Linked DNA regions of Rattus norvegicus: region 2 is linked to region 1. Evidence: chromatin contacts called from public Hi-C data. All regions are on one chromosome and are shown on one strand. Each heading gives the region's core, a stretch centred on a gene start, on an enhancer-like site or on the middle of the called end of the contact. The rest is flanking DNA. Distances are from core to core; before and after follow the strand shown.

Evidence for each region. A called contact is a pair of places that touch in the nucleus more often than the background predicts.
Region 2: a Hi-C map of liver shows a contact between it and region 1, with 4 times the contacts expected there. The contact joins the enhancer-like site here to the promoter of Fbxo34 in region 1. A contact is called at or near these places in 11 of 12 Hi-C or Micro-C datasets (the A7r5 cell line, the Rat2 cell line, Schwann cells and 6 more) and 1 of 1 datasets of contacts at active chromatin or transcription factors (oligodendrocytes).

What each region holds. Positions count from the first base shown.
Region 1 is chr15:23,196,514-23,200,855 of GRCr8, reverse strand. Fbxo34 (F-box protein 34) reads right to left here and starts at 1,753. Exons shown (of 2, transcript NM_001107257.1): 1 at 1,520-1,753. The coding sequence starts at 1,662.
Region 2 is chr15:23,270,307-23,274,648 of GRCr8, reverse strand. No RefSeq gene overlaps it. Among named protein-coding and RNA genes, the nearest start is that of Atg14, 34 kb to the left of the region's middle. Within about 2 kb of position 2,623, at least 3 of the 93 cell types and tissues checked have an H3K27ac peak or open chromatin away from gene starts, as enhancers often do. A contact at or near this core is called in liver, where this site is marked.

The DNA.
Region 1 (4,342 bases), core at 504-3,003:
CATTTTAAGAATGCAAATATTTGAAGAACAAATGACAAGTAGAAGGTTGTGTGTGTGTGTGTGTGTGTGTGTGTGTGTGTGTGTGTGTGTGTGTGTCTGTGGGGGGGAGGGGGTTCAAGTAACTGTCCCTGAGGAAGCAAGGACCAAAGCTCCCTATCAAAGCTTCCTGCTGAAAACCCTAACTGTAACTATGCTTCAGTTTCAAGTCCTCTCCCTATCTTTTTGAACCAGATTCTAGAAGGAAGAAAGGATGAGAGGACCTTCTGAATGTCCCCAGCAGGTTAGCACACCACCTTCTACGCAGGTCAACCATCCTTTCAAAGCCAGGGAGAAAGCAACATTCACAAAATCACCTGCTAAAATTTATAATTTCACATTCGGAAGCACTACCGACAAAATTTAGTCACCTGACCTGGAAAGTAGTCTTCAGACGTGTTATTATATTAAGTTACAGCCCAGTCTTGGGGGGTGGGGGTGGGGCGTTGCAAAGAAAAGGCTTATCGCTGAGTTATAATCACAAAAAACCAAATGTCCCTGATGAAACGGGGGGGGGGGTGTGTGTGTGCAAAAAACACCTGGATAAATTACATCATCAGGTGATTATTATTTAAGGAGAATTTGGATTAATTCAAGTTCCCCCTCTTTGCAAGACAAAGTTCATTCAAGATCTGCTTGCCTTGGCCATTCGCTAACAAAAAGGCTAAGCAGCAGATCACTGCACCCCCCCCCCCAAGATAAAGCCAACAGAATTATCAGCCCTCCAGTTGGTTCAGCCCCCGCGCACCGCTCCCCAGCAACTGCTACATCAACCCATCAAACTGAGTTTAGCTTCCTGAAGGCACTTAACAGTGAACACCCCAATACCCTTTCCACGCCCCACCCCCCAAGGTCTCCCCGTGATTTCTCTATTTCTAAGCTGAACGTCCTTAAACTGTACTATAGATGCTTTCCGAAACGAAGTTTAAGCACCTGACAATTATTACATTCAAACTGTACGAAGCTGAGATCCCACGATTTCGGTTCAAATCTGCAAGGACCGAACTTCCTTTTTCTCCCCGCGGGTCCTCCCAGCCCTTCCGCGCGCCAAGGTCGCCACTCGGGGCCTGCGGTGACATCACGGTCTATCTCGGTAGAGCCCTGACATCACCCGCACGCCGAGCCTCGGTACTGTGACCTCACCGCCGCAGGCTCGCACGCCAGGGCCCCCCGGGGAGGGAGGAAGAGACGCGCCGCTCACCTGAGCGAGGACCCCCCCCCTTCCTGCCCCGCGCCCCGCACGCAGCCCACCCGCGGCGGCCTAGCTCCGGTCGCCCGACTCCGGGCCCAGGGAGCCGCCGGGCGCACGACCTCGGGGCCAGGCCGCGCGGACGGCTCTCCGGAGGACGCGGCGGCGGCACCCCGAGCGCGGCGAGCCACGGTCCCCGCCCCCAACGCCCGGCCCCGCCGCGGGAAGCAGCGGGAGCCGCCACGGTGTCCGCCCGCCCCGCGCCCCGCAGCCCCGCGCCCCCGCCTGGCCCACCTGTGCGTCTGCCCGGCCGGGGCCTGGCCCGGGGCTGCGGCAGCCCGATGAGGCGGCGGCAGGCCTGACTCGCTCCCCGAGACTGAGACGGACCAGGAGCTCAGCGCTGGGCGGCGGAGCCCAACGCTCGCCCCGAAACCCATTTGTTTGGCTAAACCGGCGTGACATCACGCGCCGGCCCAATCGACGGTTGCCCGGGGGCGGGGCGGCGGAGCCTGAGTGCGCCAGCGCCCCCTGCCGGCGGCCGTGAGCGCTGTGGGGAGAGGTGGGAGCTGCCGGGACAAGCGCCTGTGAGCCCTGAGAAGCATTGCGGGAGTTGGAATGTCACCACATGGCAAGGACCCTAACCCTAGAGCACGATTAGAGTGACAAGTTCATTAATGCTCCCAGGTAGTCCAGAAGCCTTAATATATTTGACACTGTTAGATATCCGACATGCCTGCTCCTAAACTTGGTCTAACCACTAGCATATGGCTCTATTTCAAATTTGTAAAATGTACTACTTAGCAAGCCCATGGCCTTGAGTTTGATCCCTGGTGTCATTTATACACTGGACATGAACCCAGAGTTTGGGAGGTAATTGTAGGTGGACCACAAGTTCATGGTCATCCTCAAAGCAAAGCAAGTTTGAGATTAGCGGGGGCTCCTCTGTTAAGAGCACGGACTGCTCTTCCAGAGGAACTCGCTTCAGTTCCCAGCACCCTCAAGACTGATCGCAACTTGTCTGGTAACTCGAATCTCAAGGAATCAGATGCCTTTTTCTGGCCTCCACAAATGCAAGCACGTAGTGTGCAAACATAGGCAGACAAAACACTATATACATAAAAAATTTTAAAACTACAAAAGAATATATTTTCCATGAAATTATGGCAGAAGTACCTACCAGAAAGTACATAAACTTTGAAGTTGAACTGCTAATCTACAAGAGCCCTGTAAGCTTATCAATGAATTAAAAGAGGCTTTAACTACTTCAAGCCGCTGAATCAATAAATGGCCTTTTAATCTTTAAAAAATATTGTTTCCTTTGAATAATTTTAACCACATTGGACAATGTGCTGGCTAGTTTTATGTCAACTTGACACAAGCTAAAGTAATATGAGAGGAGGGAACAGTGGGCATTTTCTTAGTTGTTGATGGGGGAGGGCCTAGCCCATGGGGGATGGTGCTATCCATGGGCTACCAGTTCTGGGTCAGATGAGAAAGCAGGCTGAGCAAGCCGGAGGGGCTAGCCTCTGCATCAGCTCCTGCCTCTAGGGGTGCAGTGTGTGTGTGTGTGTGTGTGTGTGTGTGTGTGTGTGTGTGTGTGTGTGTTGTGTCTGTCTGTCTGTGTCACATGCGTGGGTTCCTGAAGAAACAGGAAAGTGTCAGGTACCCTGGATCTGAAGTTACTGGTCACTATGAGCCTTTCAGGGGTGTTGCTGAAGGGTTGAGCACAAGTTATCAAGTGAAAGGCCATGGGTTCAAATCCTAGCATCAGAAACGTGGGTTGGGAGGTGTGGTTTTATCTAGCCCTTTATGAAAAGGAGGGGCTGGAGAAATGGCTCAGCAGTTAAGAGCACTGGCTGCTCTTCCAAAGAACCCAGGTTCGATTCTCAGCACTCTCACAGTGGTTCACAATTATCTGTCACTTTAGTCCCAGGGGATCCAATGCCCTCTTTGGTCACCAGACACAGATCTGGTACACACACGTGCAGGCAAAACACCTATGCACATAAAATAATTTTTTTAACAACCTGAGAAACAGGAGAAAAAAAACTTTTGTGAAACATATATGTACGGCATGTACGAGAAGTCTTAAAGAATCAAAATGTAGGAATAGGACCAGTGAGATGCTACAGCAGATGGAGGTGGTGGACATCAAACCTGACAACCTGAGTTCAATTCCCACGACCCACCTCACGCTGTGAGAGAACTGACTCCTGGTCCTTTGCATGTGGGCTGGGATATATGACTACACACACACACACACACACACACACACACACACACACTTACAATTTCTAAATATAAAAATAAGCCAAGCGTGGTAGCTTATGTAATCCCTGAATCTGAGAGGCTGAGACAAGAGGTTGCTGGCAGTTCAAAGCCACTCTGGGCTACGTAGCATATACCAGGCCTACTGGGCTGCATCGGTTACTTTCTTACTGTGGTGATCAAAATACTTGATTAAGAAATGAAGGGCTTGGGGCTGGGGATTTGGCTCAGTGGTAGAGCGCTTGCCTAGGAAGCGCAAGGCCCTGGGTTCGGTCCCCAGCTCCGGAAAAAAAAGAAATTAAAAAAAAAAAAAAGAAAAAGAAATGAAGGGCTTATTCTGTGGGACTGGGGAGATGGCTCAGTGGTTAAGAGCACTTGCTGCTCTCACAGAGGACCTGAGTTTGATTGACTCCCAGCACCCACCACCGCAGCTCACACCCTGCTGTAACCTACAGCTTCGGGGGCTCTGGCACCTTCTTCTGGCCTCCTACGGCACGAGGCAGATGTGATGCGCAGATACAGATGCAGGCAAAGCACTCATAAAATATACAACAAAATGAATAAAGCAAGATGTTTTCATTAAAGGGGGTGGGGCTTATGGCAGTGAATGAGGTAGCTGGCAACTACAACCAGGAAGTAGACCGGAAGTTCAGGTGGATGATGGTTTTCAGCACCTTTGCATCCGGAGCCCCAGCACATCCAACGGTGCCGCCTGGCGTTTGGGATGAGCCTTTCCCACTGAGGCGGAGTCTTCGGTTGGTTCAGTCGCTCAGCAGCACAAGGCTTTGTGTGTAGGAGTGTAGGCTTCAGGGATGGAACTCGGGTCATGAGACTTCTGCAGCAAGATGT
Region 2 (4,342 bases), core at 1,374-3,873, 73 kb before region 1:
GAATTTTCTGTAAACATAAAACCCACCAGGGTAACAGTTTGAACATTATTTTCTGTGCTTGTATGTGTGGAGCAGGCACACAGGTGCATGTGTGGAGGTCAAATGGCAACTTAGGTAAGTCTGCCCTCCTGTGGCCAGGGATTGAAACAGCTCTGCAGTCTTGCTTGCAAGTGCTTTCACTCGCTCTTCTTCTCTTGGCAACCTGGGGCAAACTTAAAGAATTACAACAGTAAATCAGCAAGAGCTGATTGTCTGTCTGTCGTCTAGTATTTGTAGGGAGGAATACAGAGTACTTGGGTGTGACAGAGGGTCTGATAGAAACCTTAACACACTGAAACCTTAACATTGCTGAAGCGATGCCTTAGAGGTCAGGAGTGCTTGGTGCTCTCGAAAGGGACCTTAATACAGTCCCCAGCACCCATAGGGTGGCTCACAACTGTCCAAACTCTAGTCCAGAGGATCTGTCACTTCCTGGCTTCAAGGATGTCACTTCTGTGGCATCAAGGATGCATGTGCTGCAAATACACATGCAGGCAAAGCACATATACACATAAGTCATAAAAAAAAAAAAACTGTGCAGATTTGGCTAGTCTGAAACTCTGTGTAGACCGGGCTACCCTCAAACTCAGAGATCTGCCTGCTCTCCCTCCTGAGTGCTGGGAATAAAGGTATGTGTCACCGTGCCCAAGCTGTCTTTTTTTTTTTTTTTTTTTTCAAGAGCCACTAAATTGACTATAGGCTCAAGGTGAGTCATGACAGTGGGCTGGAGCCAGCTGACATCGGTGCTCCCAGCACCCATCTTCCATGCCTCTCCTACCTTTGAATGTGGTGGTCTAGCATTTCCTGTGACTTCCAGAGAGACCTGGGTATTGAGGAAAGTGCTCTCCTACACATGTTTAATAGCACATTTTTTTCTAAATTTAAAAAAGATTCTGAAGGTATCGTTGGCATAAACAAGCACATGGCTCTTGGGTTGGGTACTTGCTAATTGGTTTGGCCTCAGTAGCCAGAAGGCATCCCCGGTGTATGGTCAGTGTCGACGGGGCGGGGGCAAGGCATATGACCAGTAAGGAGGCCATCTGGTGTTGACAGGGAAATCCATGCTTTCTGGTGAGTGCTGCTGGTGACGGTTTCAGTGAATTCTGTCCTCCTGATGGCCTTAGAGAAGTTCCTAAGAGCTGAGAGCTTCCCCAACACCCAGCCATGCCCAAGCTACTTGCTCGTTCCCTGATTCCTGCTGGATGAGCCTCTAAGTACAGTGTGAGCATCACCTGGGAGCTTGGTAGAGCGTCTGCTCCCGGCGTACTGCTCAGGCCCACTGCATCAGCCTGCCTTTTACAGCTCTTCAGACCGACGATCATGAGGTAGAGCTGCACTGAAGAGGGGGATGATAGAACTTACACGTCACCTGTCCGTGCTTTCACTAAAAGAAACTGCCTATCTGAATTGGAAATAGATATATAGAATAGTACTGAAGGCCTCTGAAGAGCCTTAAGATTTAGACACTCGGTTCCTTCTTCTAGGTACCGAGGAGGGAATTCTCCAGTGCCCTCTAAGGAGCTTTAAGTTGGGGAAAGTATCTGGCACACAGACCACATCCCTGCTTTGTGTATTCTACACGAGGCATTCTTGGGCTGTCTCCTGCTTGCCCCTCCTTCCTGCTCTGTGGCCAGGATCCCGAGTGGGTTTCTTCCATTCCGTCTCAGGCCTGTGGACCCTCAGACCCATCACCATACTCACCTCTTGGTTCTGTCACAGCCTTTGTGAAGCAAGGCTTGGACTCACCTGGGGACTCCCACTTCCAGGATGAGCCTTGTGCTTTGTCCTCCACAGAGAAGAGCCTTAAATGTTTGGCTAGACATGGCAGCCTATACCTTTAATCCTAGCACTGGGAAGTGCATATCTGAGTTAGAGGAGAGCCTGGTGGTCTACATGGTGAGTTCCAGGACAGCCAAGGAGACTAGTGAGGCCTTGTCTCAACAAAACAAACCCCCTTGAGGTATTTGAAGGTGAGGCTCTGCAGAGGGCAAGAAAAGGAGCACAGGGGATCGGGGTGGGCTGAAGGTGGGTATTGTTCTTACCCTGGGCTTGGCAAATACTGGGGATGTTACATCCCCATGTCCACATCTGATATTGCACATATGCAATTGCTTATTTTCACAGTGTAGTCATTTCTTCAGAATCTGCTAGCAGATTCAAGGAGGCCAGAGCCAAGACTGATGGTCATGGAGATGCTCATACCATGGGTCCCAGTTCAGCCTGCCTCCCATCTCTGCTTGGGATGGAGAATAAGGCCAAAGCAGAGCCAAGGACTACACTCCCTGCAGCATGCAGGCTTCCAGAGGACGGGCCGAGTGTAGGCCAGCAGCTTGGCCAGAATAAGGAAGGCCGGGTGGGCCAGGCTCCCACCAAACTAGACAGGGCTGTGCAGACAGGTCATGTGATGCCACAGTAGAACTTTCCACTTTTTATCTGGCTACTTTTTCAAAAAAGAACATCAACTTTTCATACTACACAGTGGAGGCCAGTGTCAGATCATAGATTCAGTGCTGGTTCAGTGTGCAGAAGAGGAAGGGAAGTGAGTTAAAGAGCATGGCAGATCGTGTGCCCTGCTGTTCGGGAGGTGGACTCTGCTCTTCCTGGTGTCTGCACTGCTCACCGCCCTACCTCAGCAGCCAACCCTCCCTGGCCAGCACACAGCGTGCTGTCTTCTGCCAAGTGGTCGGCACCATATTCTCAGGAGTAATTTTGGGCATATGCCACTTTCTCTCAGTGCTTACTTGAGAAACCAGTTCCCACACACCATTTCAAAGAGGAAACATTCAGGGGCCTACTTGTTTTCATTTTTGTAAACCCAACTTAAAAAATCAATCTGTACTCTGTGTGATGGCACATCCCTGTTAATGTCAGTGCTTGGAAGGAGGCAGTACTCCACGTTCCATCATGAGAACCTGTCTGAAAACCCAGTGGGGAGCCAGCATGGTAGTTCACCCAGCACTGGAAAGGCTGAGGTAGAATGACCTCAAGGTCAACCTGAGACAGTTGAGACCCGTCTCTAAATTAGAACCCAACAAGGCAAGCTTTAAACCCAACAAGGCGAGCTTTAAAAGGGTGGGGGAACAGCTCAATGGGGAGCAGTCTGCCTAGCGTGGCCCTGGGTTGGACTCCACTACTAAAGCAGAAGAAAAACCAACCCTCTAGAACAGATGCCTTTGTAGAATCCCCTGTCTCTACTCAGAGACCTTAGGACAGCAGTTCTCAGCCTGGGGGACAGTCAGTGACCCTTTCACAGGGGTCACCTAAGACACAGATTTACATTACAATTCATAACTAGCGGGCTGGAGAGATGGCTCAGCGGTTAAGAGCACTGAGTGCTCTTCCAGAGGTCCTGAGTTCGATTCCCAGCAACCACATGGTGGCTCACAACCATCTGTAATGGGGTCTGATGCCCTCTTCTGGTGTAGCTGAAGACAGCTACAGTGTACTCATATAAATACATCTTTGGAAAAAACACAAACCCTTAAAAATAGAATTTAAAAACAATTCATAACTAGCAAAATTACAAAGCAGCAACAAAAAATATGGTTGGGAGGGGTTGGAGATTTAGCTCAGTGGTAGAGCGCTTGCCTAGGAAGCGCAAGGCCCTGGGTTCGGTCCCCAGCTCTGAAAAAAAAGAACCAAAAAAAAATATATATATATATATATATGGTTGGGGCTCACCACGACGTGAGAAAGTGTATTAGAGCTCCCAGCGATAGGAAGGTTGAGAACACTGGCTTAAGAGAAGGTGGGAAAGGTTTCATGGCTTCTTTTTTTTTTTGGAGCTGGGGACCGAACCCAGGGCCTTGCGCTTCCTAGGTAAGCGCTCTACCACTGAGCTAAATCCCCAGCCCCCAAATTACTCTTATTAGAGGGAGTGTGTGTGCTTTAACAAACATTGCAGCGATCAGAAGACAACTTTGTGGAGTTCATTCTCTGTTGGCCTTTCTGTGGATCCCAGGGATCAAACGCTGGTTGCCAGATTTGCATGGCAAACACCTTTACCAGATAGCAGGCTGTCGCCTCCCTGGCTTTTAGTGGGTTTCTTCCTCTATTCCATGAGGGCGCAGTCTCTGCCCCATTCCACTTCACTTCCCAGCTCCTAACCAGTGACCCTGTTCTCCACACGTAACAAGGCCGGCCACCTAGAGTGGGAGACTACAGCTTTAAGGTTCTGCGTCAACAACTAGACACAGATAAACTTGAGGCCCCCAAAGGTGCCTAACCACAATGTTTGCTCTTCCCACAAGCCTTTGCGAGTATCAGTTGTGGCCATGAACTTCCGTGAAGTTAGGAGTGGTGT